Regions from separate parts of the Mus musculus genome. Here region 1 is linked to region 2. Evidence: chromatin contacts called from public Hi-C data. All regions are on one chromosome and are shown on one strand. Each heading gives the region's core, a stretch centred on a gene start, on an enhancer-like site or on the middle of the called end of the contact. The rest is flanking DNA. Distances are from core to core; before and after follow the strand shown.

Region 1 (4,303 bases), core at 1,210-3,709, 750 kb before region 2:
GTTGGAATGCATCTTTTGTGCATATTTGACAAAATCAGTGCTTTCAAAGAAATAAGAAATGTTGTAGAGTCCCTGAATATTCTTAAATCATTTTTTCATATGGTAATTATGATGATTAGAGAGTCTCAGAGAGAAACTGCCTATATAGATACCTGAGAGTACTTTTGTTCCTTATTGTCTTGCTTATGTTAACTGAAGTGGGGAGACTCCCACTATGGGTCACTCCAATCTGTCTGCAAGGGATTTTGTATAGTATAAGATTGGAGAAAGCAAGCTGAGTGCTGGCATGCATACATTAATTCGTTGTGTTTTTTCTCCCCTGTGGATATCATATATGACTAAACACTTTAAATTCCTTTGCCCTGGATTTCTGTGCAATAAAACATGGAACCATGAATCAAAAAATTCCCTTTTCTGTTAAGTTGATTTTATCAGGCTATTTTTATCACACCAACATAAAACAAAACTAAGATTTGGACATCTTACATAACTATGATGTTATCAGATCTGAATGAATACTCCTAAGATAAATGATAAAATCTACAAACATCTTTCAAATTTTGCCAGGATTACATGTACCTGCCACAGTACAATTGTGTGGATAGAGTTCTCTGTAATCATATTCCAAGATCAGTATATCTACTTCCATAATAAAAATGTAGTGGCATTCACCACTGTAAAATACCTCACAATATTATTTTACAAATATCCTTCCCTTAAGGATACAGACTTAGAAATATAACCTTGGCATAAAATTGCCTGCTTTAGAGGATCTGTTATAAGTGTCTTTTAAGAAGTATCTATATGGCTTAGCTCCAATAACTATGAAAATACTTTATATTCTTGCAAAAAAAGTTTTATTCTGGCACATTACATTACAGTAATGGCAAAGATTTCCCATTGCTTTTAGGCTTCTATAAGGCAAAGACAGGTAGCACTTGCAAGAGGAAACATGTCCAACTCATGGACAGAAGCTAAAGCTACAAATAAAAGACCTTTAGAAAAACACTCTCAGTGACCCAAACTTTATGTTTTAAAATCAGTAAAAGAGCATGAAGAAAAGACATTAGTGCTTTAGCAAGACTGATATGATCGAGCTCATCCTTTGCATGGAACAAGAAGCTCCTCTCACAGTGAAAGAGAAAAAAAAAGGAAGTTTCTTCCACAAGGGGAATTGTAAGATTTACCAGGCATTTCTTTTCTTTCTTTCTTTCTTTTAAATTAGATATTTTCTTCATTTACATTTCAAACGCTATCCCCTTTCCTAGTTTCCTCTCTGAAAGTCCCCTATACCCTCTTCCTACCCTGCTTCCCAACCCACCTACTCCTGCTTCAAGGTCCTGGCATTCCCCTGTACTGGGACATATAATCTTCGCAAGACCAAGCGACTTTCCTCCCATTAGCAGGCATTTCTGTACAGCAGGTCTCTTACTGAGGCATCTTTCTTCACAATCAGATCCTGAGATTCTCAGACTTGGGAAGAGAGCAGGAAGGTCATAGTACCAACACTAACTTGGACTTTGTCCTCTCTCTCTCTCTCTCTCTCTCTCTCTCTCTCTCTCTCTCTCTCTCTCTCTCTCCCTCTGTGTGTGTGTGTGTTTGTGTGTGTGTGTGTGTGTGTGTGTGTGTGTGTGTGTGTGTGTGTGTGTGTCTTTGCACCATATAAGTGTTCACATGTGTAGCCACATGTATGGAAGTGCGGTGGGTGCATATAGATATATTTATGTGAGTGTGGAAATAAGAGTTTGACACAAGATATCTTCCTCAATAGCACTCCATCTTATTTTTTAAGACAGGGTCTCTCACTGATTCTGGCTAGACTGGGTCCTAGCACTGGGTTTTTACCATCTCACTGCCATGGCCCACTTTTCTGTGGACCTTGAGATGTAACTCAGGTCCTTATGCTTGCACAATGTGAACTACTTTACTGCACTGCCTTCCTCACACTTTAGAGGTTGCCTTTTCTTTTAGAGATTTCAGATTCATATCAAAAGGACTTTTCTTTTGGTGTATGGCAACAAAACTGGGGTCAGACATCTGGGTCACAATCACTAACCATGTCCTATTGTAATCAGTCCCATACTGTCACATGTCAGGTGAATATGGTGTGTGCAGAATATGGGAAATGTTGGGCCAGGAAGGAGCCTGCACTAAGTATCTTCTCTGACAATCTTCTATTACTGAACAATGGATACAGAAGTTGTCTTAAATGTCAGCTGTGAGCTTAGATCTTCAGGCTTTAGAAATGACCATGAGGTTGTTGTAACTGGGCCAAGACTGGTGTGACCACTTGAAGCATGCTAATACCTCTCTTTGTCTTCAACCAACAGACAGTGGAGCTGGTACTTATTCAAGAAAGTGTTATGTGAGGAACAAAGTCTTTTTTACTGTCCTTGTGAGTGAGTCATTGAAAAGAAGTTTTGTGTAATGAGTCAGGCAAGACTAAGAGGTGATGCATCTCTTCATAATTCCCCAACTCTTTTAAAAATATGTCATTTTCTTTACTGATGCTGCACATAAGCAGGTAACCAGAATGTATTAATATATGTGGAGGGGAGGAAGAAAGTTGCAAATGGATGTCTGCGATGGTGAGTCATGGTGTGGCTAATACAGGGTATATTATGTTCTTTTCCTCTTTAGATGGACACTAATGGCAGAAGAACCATCTGCCTCTTTGATGCTAACTGTCCTAAATCTAAAAGGAGCTGTTTATTTAAAATAAAGACCATCATCCTGAGATCATAATAATCAGAGTGTGGGATGGCTGGATCCTAGGCAAGAAACATAAAAAGATCTCTATAACATTCAGAGATGTACATGACATCTGTGCTTTTTTTTTTTTTTTTTTTTTTTGCAGATTTAAATTATATAGTCAGACTTGGCTTCAAATTCCAGCTCCAAAACTAGGTACAATGTGGTCTTAAAAATTACATAACTGTTCTAACTTTGATTTTACCATCAGCAAAGTGATTCTGCTAGTGTCCCCTCAGTACTGTGGGGTAAAGTGCACTGGAGTGGCCAGCAATAGTCTAGTAGACAGTCAATGAATTTCCTGCCATGTCAGTAAAATTTTCAACATTATTAAGCTAACCACAATGTATTCACTGAAGGATGTGTGAGTATATAATCCCTTTTTTAAAAATCCTCATCCTGAGAAGGATGAAACATTTGAATGTGTTTTACTTCCTGAACTCCATGAAAACTAGAGAGCTAACATATTTTAGATAGTCTATTCAGCCTGAGCCTTTATCTTAATTTGACTATTACTAGTATTACTAGCTGCATTGCTTCAGAGAAAGTGCTAGATTTTTTTTCCATTTTTAATTAGGTATTTAGCTCATTTACATTTCCAATGCTATACCAAAAGTCCCCCATACCCACCCACCCCCACTCCCCTACCCACCCACTCCCCCTTTTTGGCCCTGGCATTCCCCTGTACTGGGGCATATAAAGTTTGCGTGTCCAATGGGCCTCTCTTTCCAGTGATGGCCGACTAGGCCATCTTTTGATACATATGCAGCTAGAGTCAAGAGCTCCGGGGTACTGGTTAGTTCATAATGTTGTTCCACCTATAGGGTTGCAGATCCCTTTAGATCCTTGGCTACTTTCTCTAGCTCCTCCATTGGAAACCCTGTGATCCATCCATTAGCTGACTGTGAGCATCCACTTCTGTGTTTGCTAGGCCCCGGCATAGTCTCACAAGAGACAGCTACATCTGGGTCCTTTCGATAATATCTTGCTAGTATATGCAATGGTATCAGCATTTGGATGCTGATTATGGGATGGATCCCTGGATATGGCAGTCTCTACATGGTCCATCCTTTCATCTCAGCTCCAAACTTTGTCTTTGTAACTCCTTCCATGGGTGTTTTGTTCCCAATTCTAAGGAGGGGCATAGTGTCCACACTTCAGTCTTCATTTTTCTTGAGTTTCATGTGTTTAGGAAATTGTATCTTATATCTTGGGTATCCTAGGTTTGGGGCTAATATCCACTTATCAGTGAGTACATATTGTGTGAGTTCCTTTGTGAATGTGTTACCTCACTCAGGATGATGCCCTCCAGGTCCATCCATTTGGCTAGGAATTTCATAAATTCATTCTTTTTAATAGCTGAGTAGTACTCCATTGTGTAGATGTACCACATTTTCTGTATCCATTCCTCTGTTGAGGGGCATCTGGGTTCTTTCCAGCTTCTGGCTATTATAAATAAGGCTGCTATGAACATAGTGGAGCATGTGTCCTTCTTACCAGTTGGGGCATCTTCTGGATATATGCCCAGGAGAGGTATAGCTGGATCCTCCAG
Region 2 (4,453 bases), core at 1,513-4,012:
TGGATTATATTTTCAAGACCAGAAGAGGTCATGTGTGTGTGTGTGTGTGTGTGTGTGTGTGCACTCTAATTGTGATGAATATACACATGCATGTGCCCTTGCACTAATGGAAGTCCAAGGAGGACTTCAGTGTTAGTCTTTATCACTCATCTCACACTTAGCCTGGAGCTACACTGGTAGACAACAGACCCCAGGAGAAGCTAGACCACACCCTAGAGCAGGGGACTTATAGATTTCTTTGTTGCTCTGCTCAGATCTCTACATTGTTGTTTCCTAATTTGAACTCGGGTCCTTGTACTTGCGGGTGGCTCCTGCCTACCCACTTAGCCACCTCTCCAGCACCACCACAGCAGAAACAAATGCTAGTGATGAGACAAAACTAAATAAAGACATAAATGGAGTAATTAGGAAGAGAATCCAACAGGAAAAGAAAGCCATTAATAAAGATACCTAAGGACCCCTCCGGGATACAACTTGAAAGCAATAGAACTGGGAGGAGGGACACTGCTTACAAAATCAGGGAGGACCTGTGTGGATTTGATCAGGTATGTATAGTCTATGTTTTCTCTTATAACTCTGCCCTCTCCTATATATCATATTAAAAACTCCATCACATAATGGATTAACTAAACTATGCCAGTACAATTAAAATTCATGGAGACATTAGGTGGTACTTGTGTGCTTCTTCTTTGGGTCAGTCACATGCTAGTAGCATTTGCTAATTCCTGCTAAGGAGCAACTTTCTAAAATGTCAGGAGTGAGTATAAAAGTAGCCCATCCCATAACCTCATTTATTCGTTTCTGCAATTCAGGCAGCTTTCTTCAACATCACGATGTGTGACCAGGATTTTTCTTTTATGGTAACATGGCAGATGCAGGCAGGATTGAAAACCTTCAGTGTCTTACATATGGTTTGGAAACAAAATGCAGCAACCCATCTTGGTACCCATGCAGGACTCCTTTGTGTTCAGAGTTGCCTCTGAAGTTATTTTCGGAACATCGTATGGATTTTTCGTTGAAACATCTGTGTTAACTTTTATTATCCCTGGTCTGCTTTGTAATTTTGGAAACAGATATAAAGAATGAGCAACCCAAAGCACAGTAATATAGTGGGAAGCATCCTTCATAAGTCAATTGAGGAATTTAATAATCTCTTTAGAAATAAGCTCTGCAGCTATGAGAAAAATGTGTGGGTTAAAGGCCTTCCAATTAAGAAAGGTTTCTCTGTGGATTTATAGGCTGGTGGTTCACTCTTCCTGTTCGTGTTTCCATAGCAACTGTCAGGTAGATTTTCTGCTACTTGCTAGGAAGTTGGAAATGTTGAGTCTGGTTGAGCCTTTTCAATTCAGTGAAGCTTAAATGAAATTCTTTGCAAGGAACTGGCATTTAGCCTGGGTCATTTATTCATATCTAGAAGGAAAAAAATCAATTATAGTAATCAAATGTGCAAATTTTTTATTGGTATTATTTTGGGTACATATTTTGTGCTGTAATCTATTTTTAATGCCAGGGTGCTAAAGGTTTTAAGGCTGCAGCTGGCCTCTTTGCTTTCTGATGGCTTGTGGCTTTAATTACAGCCCAAGACATAGGAAGGCATGCCTTTTTTTGGTCTATTTTTTTGCAAGCTATAATCACCCCTGGTGATATTCAGAAGCGCACGAGGATCCAGAAGGCTCATTAGTTTGAGACACCTATACTGCACAAAACACTGTGTACAACCTTTTATTCTTTTTATTTTTCTTGTTCCATTGGTTATTTGGATTAAAGCCTGGGGATATAAATAATGTAGATGCTATTATTTAAACTTCTTGTGAGTACAGTGTCTTCGTTTTCCCTTCAGATTAAACCCAGTTGGGCGTCACTCTCTGTGGTTAATTTCAACCCACATTGACTGATGCCTGACAGCTCCACGTAGGATGGTCTCCTTTAATCCTTGAAAAGGGAAAAGAAAAGAAAGAAAGAAATATCAAGCCTGTAGGAGGGCAAAGGGAGGAGCGCTTTATGTAACATCCAACATGTGCCACACAAAGGACAGACATCTGAGGGCCATTACTCAATGTGTCTTTTTGTTAGCCTCTTTGCTCACTGGCGCACAAACATCAGTTTCTACAGAAAATAAGGTGCAGTCTTTACCTCACAGGGTCCTGGGGTTTTGTCTGCCATCTTCTCTGTGAACGCTTCCTCTGTCATTTACAAACGTGCCTTCAGAGAGATATTTCAGAGCCTTTCGTTCTGTCCCTATTCTTTTCTCTTGTCATTTATATGGCACACTTCTATCTATTATGTTGACAGTTCATAATGCTATAATTGACTATTGGTAATAATACAAGGAAAGGCAGGGAAAGAGTATGGCAGAGACAGAAACAGGAAGACAGACAGAGAGAGAGAGAGAGAGAGAGAGAGAGAGAGAGAGAGATTTTAATTCAAAGTTGAAATGTTCTTTTTTTTTTTTTTTTTTTTTTTTTTCCTCCTCTATGGTCTAGAAACTGTGCTTTCTTCTGTTAAGCTAAATAAAAACTTTCTCAGGAGAGCAATTGAAGTCGAAGGAAGCTCAGCCTTCAGTCGCTCTGCTAGGAAGTGGAAATGAAGTTGCTCAGCCCCGTTCTCAACTTTATTTACTCTAAAAGGTGGGCAATTTTCTCTTAGAATCAATTGTATTTGGAGCTGCGTGGCTCTCTCAGAGGAAGATGGATCTGTACTCAGGAGCAGAGAGAGGAGGAGGGCTCTGTTCAGGATCCTTGTGGCTGAGGGCTGAGAGATGAGCTGAGTTACAGAGAGGCACTACAGCATATGGATGTATAAACACAGAAATCGTCTGGCAAGACACAGACATGCTGACTCATGCTTTTGTCCATGAATAGCGAGTCACTATTGGGAAAGTAAGAAAGCTGGAAGTCCCCTCTCGGGAGCAGTAGGAGCTCACAGTGCCCAGAGGATCGAAGTCATGTCCTCCTCCTTGCCCACTCTGCCCCCATTTGTACATCAGGTGGGAACTCTCCTCCACTGGCTCTCCCACCAAAGCAGATGCCTAGCTGGGAATGGAACAGCATTTGAGGAAGACACCTATCCTACCCAAGGCTCCATGTTAGCTGAGTATGCTGTTAGTTAAGTAATTGTCCCTATAGTCTTAACTCTCTGATCCTTATGACCACTCTTGCGCAATGAACTCGAAGCTTCCTATTTGGCTCAAGCTCTATTCTTACAAACTTTTGCACTTAGAATAACAGAAAGCCACTGCCTCCTAATTAGCTTCACTGAGAGACACCCTTCTTAGGATTCTAGCAAATCCACCTTGAGGGTTTTTTTTTTTTTTTTTTTGATTTTTTTTGTTTTTTCATTTCTCTAAGGATTCTTTGGTACAGCAATGACATGGGTAGAATTGTATCTCTGTTGGGTCCCCATAGTCCCATGTTTCAAAAAGCTTAGGGAAAACACAAATTCTAGAGTTCCAACCCAGTCAAAGAAACATAGTGAAATTCTGTCTCAAAATAGAGCCACAACAAATATTATACATTTTTCTTTATCAAATACTATATTAAACACTAATGCAAAACTAATTTTCAAAAGCAGACCCTACAAAAATCAGGTATTCATGGATGTTTTTGTATTTTTGTAGACCACTTTTAAAATGCTTATCATTGTTTTTGCAGAATAGACTGGACTAAAACAGTTTTCATTTTACCTTTTCAGTGATTAAAGCTAGGTGTTTGCATAGAATGGAAATCCTTAAAATTTTATCCCATGGCATATGAATTTTGAGAAGCTATACTTTATGTTAAGATTATGCCCAGAATAAATCTATTGTCTTAAAAAAAAAAAAAGAATCAAATAGGCAGGAGCAATTCTGGTTCAGGAATTTTGACTGTGGGTTAGTAACCCTTTCCCTCTATTTGAGATTCTGTCTATCTACTGGAGGTGGTCTCTTTCCCCATTGTTGGGCATTTTAGCTAAGGTCATACACACACACACACACACACACATATCCAAGGAATCAGAAGATCAGCTATCTCAACTAACCCAGATCCCTGGGAGTTCCCAGAGACTGAGTCACAAACCAGACAGCATACATGGGCTGATCTGAGGCCCCTGTCACATATACAGCAGAGGTCTACCTGATCTGGCCTCAGTGGGAGAAGGTCACTTAATCCTTGAGAGCCTTGAGGCCCCAGGGAAGGAGGAGGCCTGGTAGTGGGGGAGCAACTTGCTTCTCTGAGGCAAGGGGGAGGAGGAATAAGATGAGGAACTGTGGCAGGTGGAGGGAGGGGAGCAGCTACTGGAATATAAATAAATAAAATAATTTAAATAAAAAAGAATAAACTAAAACTGTCTTTAGCTATATACATACAAAGCTCACTCTGAATGATTCACTTCCTCCATTAAGGCTCCCTCAGCACTCCATAAGTGCTGAAAGTACCATACCCTCCTTAAGTAGCAGCACTAGCAGCAGAAAGAG

Evidence for each region. Hi-C and Micro-C count contacts between places; a contact is called where the count stands out from the background.
Region 1: a contact with region 2 is called in a Hi-C map of cortical neurons, with 3 times the contacts expected there. The contact joins two enhancer-like sites. A contact is called at or near these places in 2 of 484 Hi-C or Micro-C datasets (cerebral cortex and cortical neurons).

Annotation. Positions count from the first base shown.
Region 1 is chr2:8,274,622-8,278,924 of GRCm38.p6, reverse strand. No RefSeq gene overlaps it. Among named protein-coding and RNA genes, the nearest start is that of Gm30904, 69 kb to the left of the region's middle. Within about 2 kb of position 2,459, at least 10 of the 459 cell types and tissues checked have an H3K27ac peak or open chromatin away from gene starts, as enhancers often do. A contact at or near this core is called in cortical neurons, where this site is marked.
Region 2 is chr2:7,528,195-7,532,647 of GRCm38.p6, reverse strand. No RefSeq gene overlaps it. Among named protein-coding and RNA genes, the nearest start is that of 5031426D15Rik, 600 kb to the right of the region's middle. Within about 2 kb of position 2,762, at least 30 of the 459 cell types and tissues checked have an H3K27ac peak or open chromatin away from gene starts, as enhancers often do. A contact at or near this core is called in cortical neurons, where this site is marked.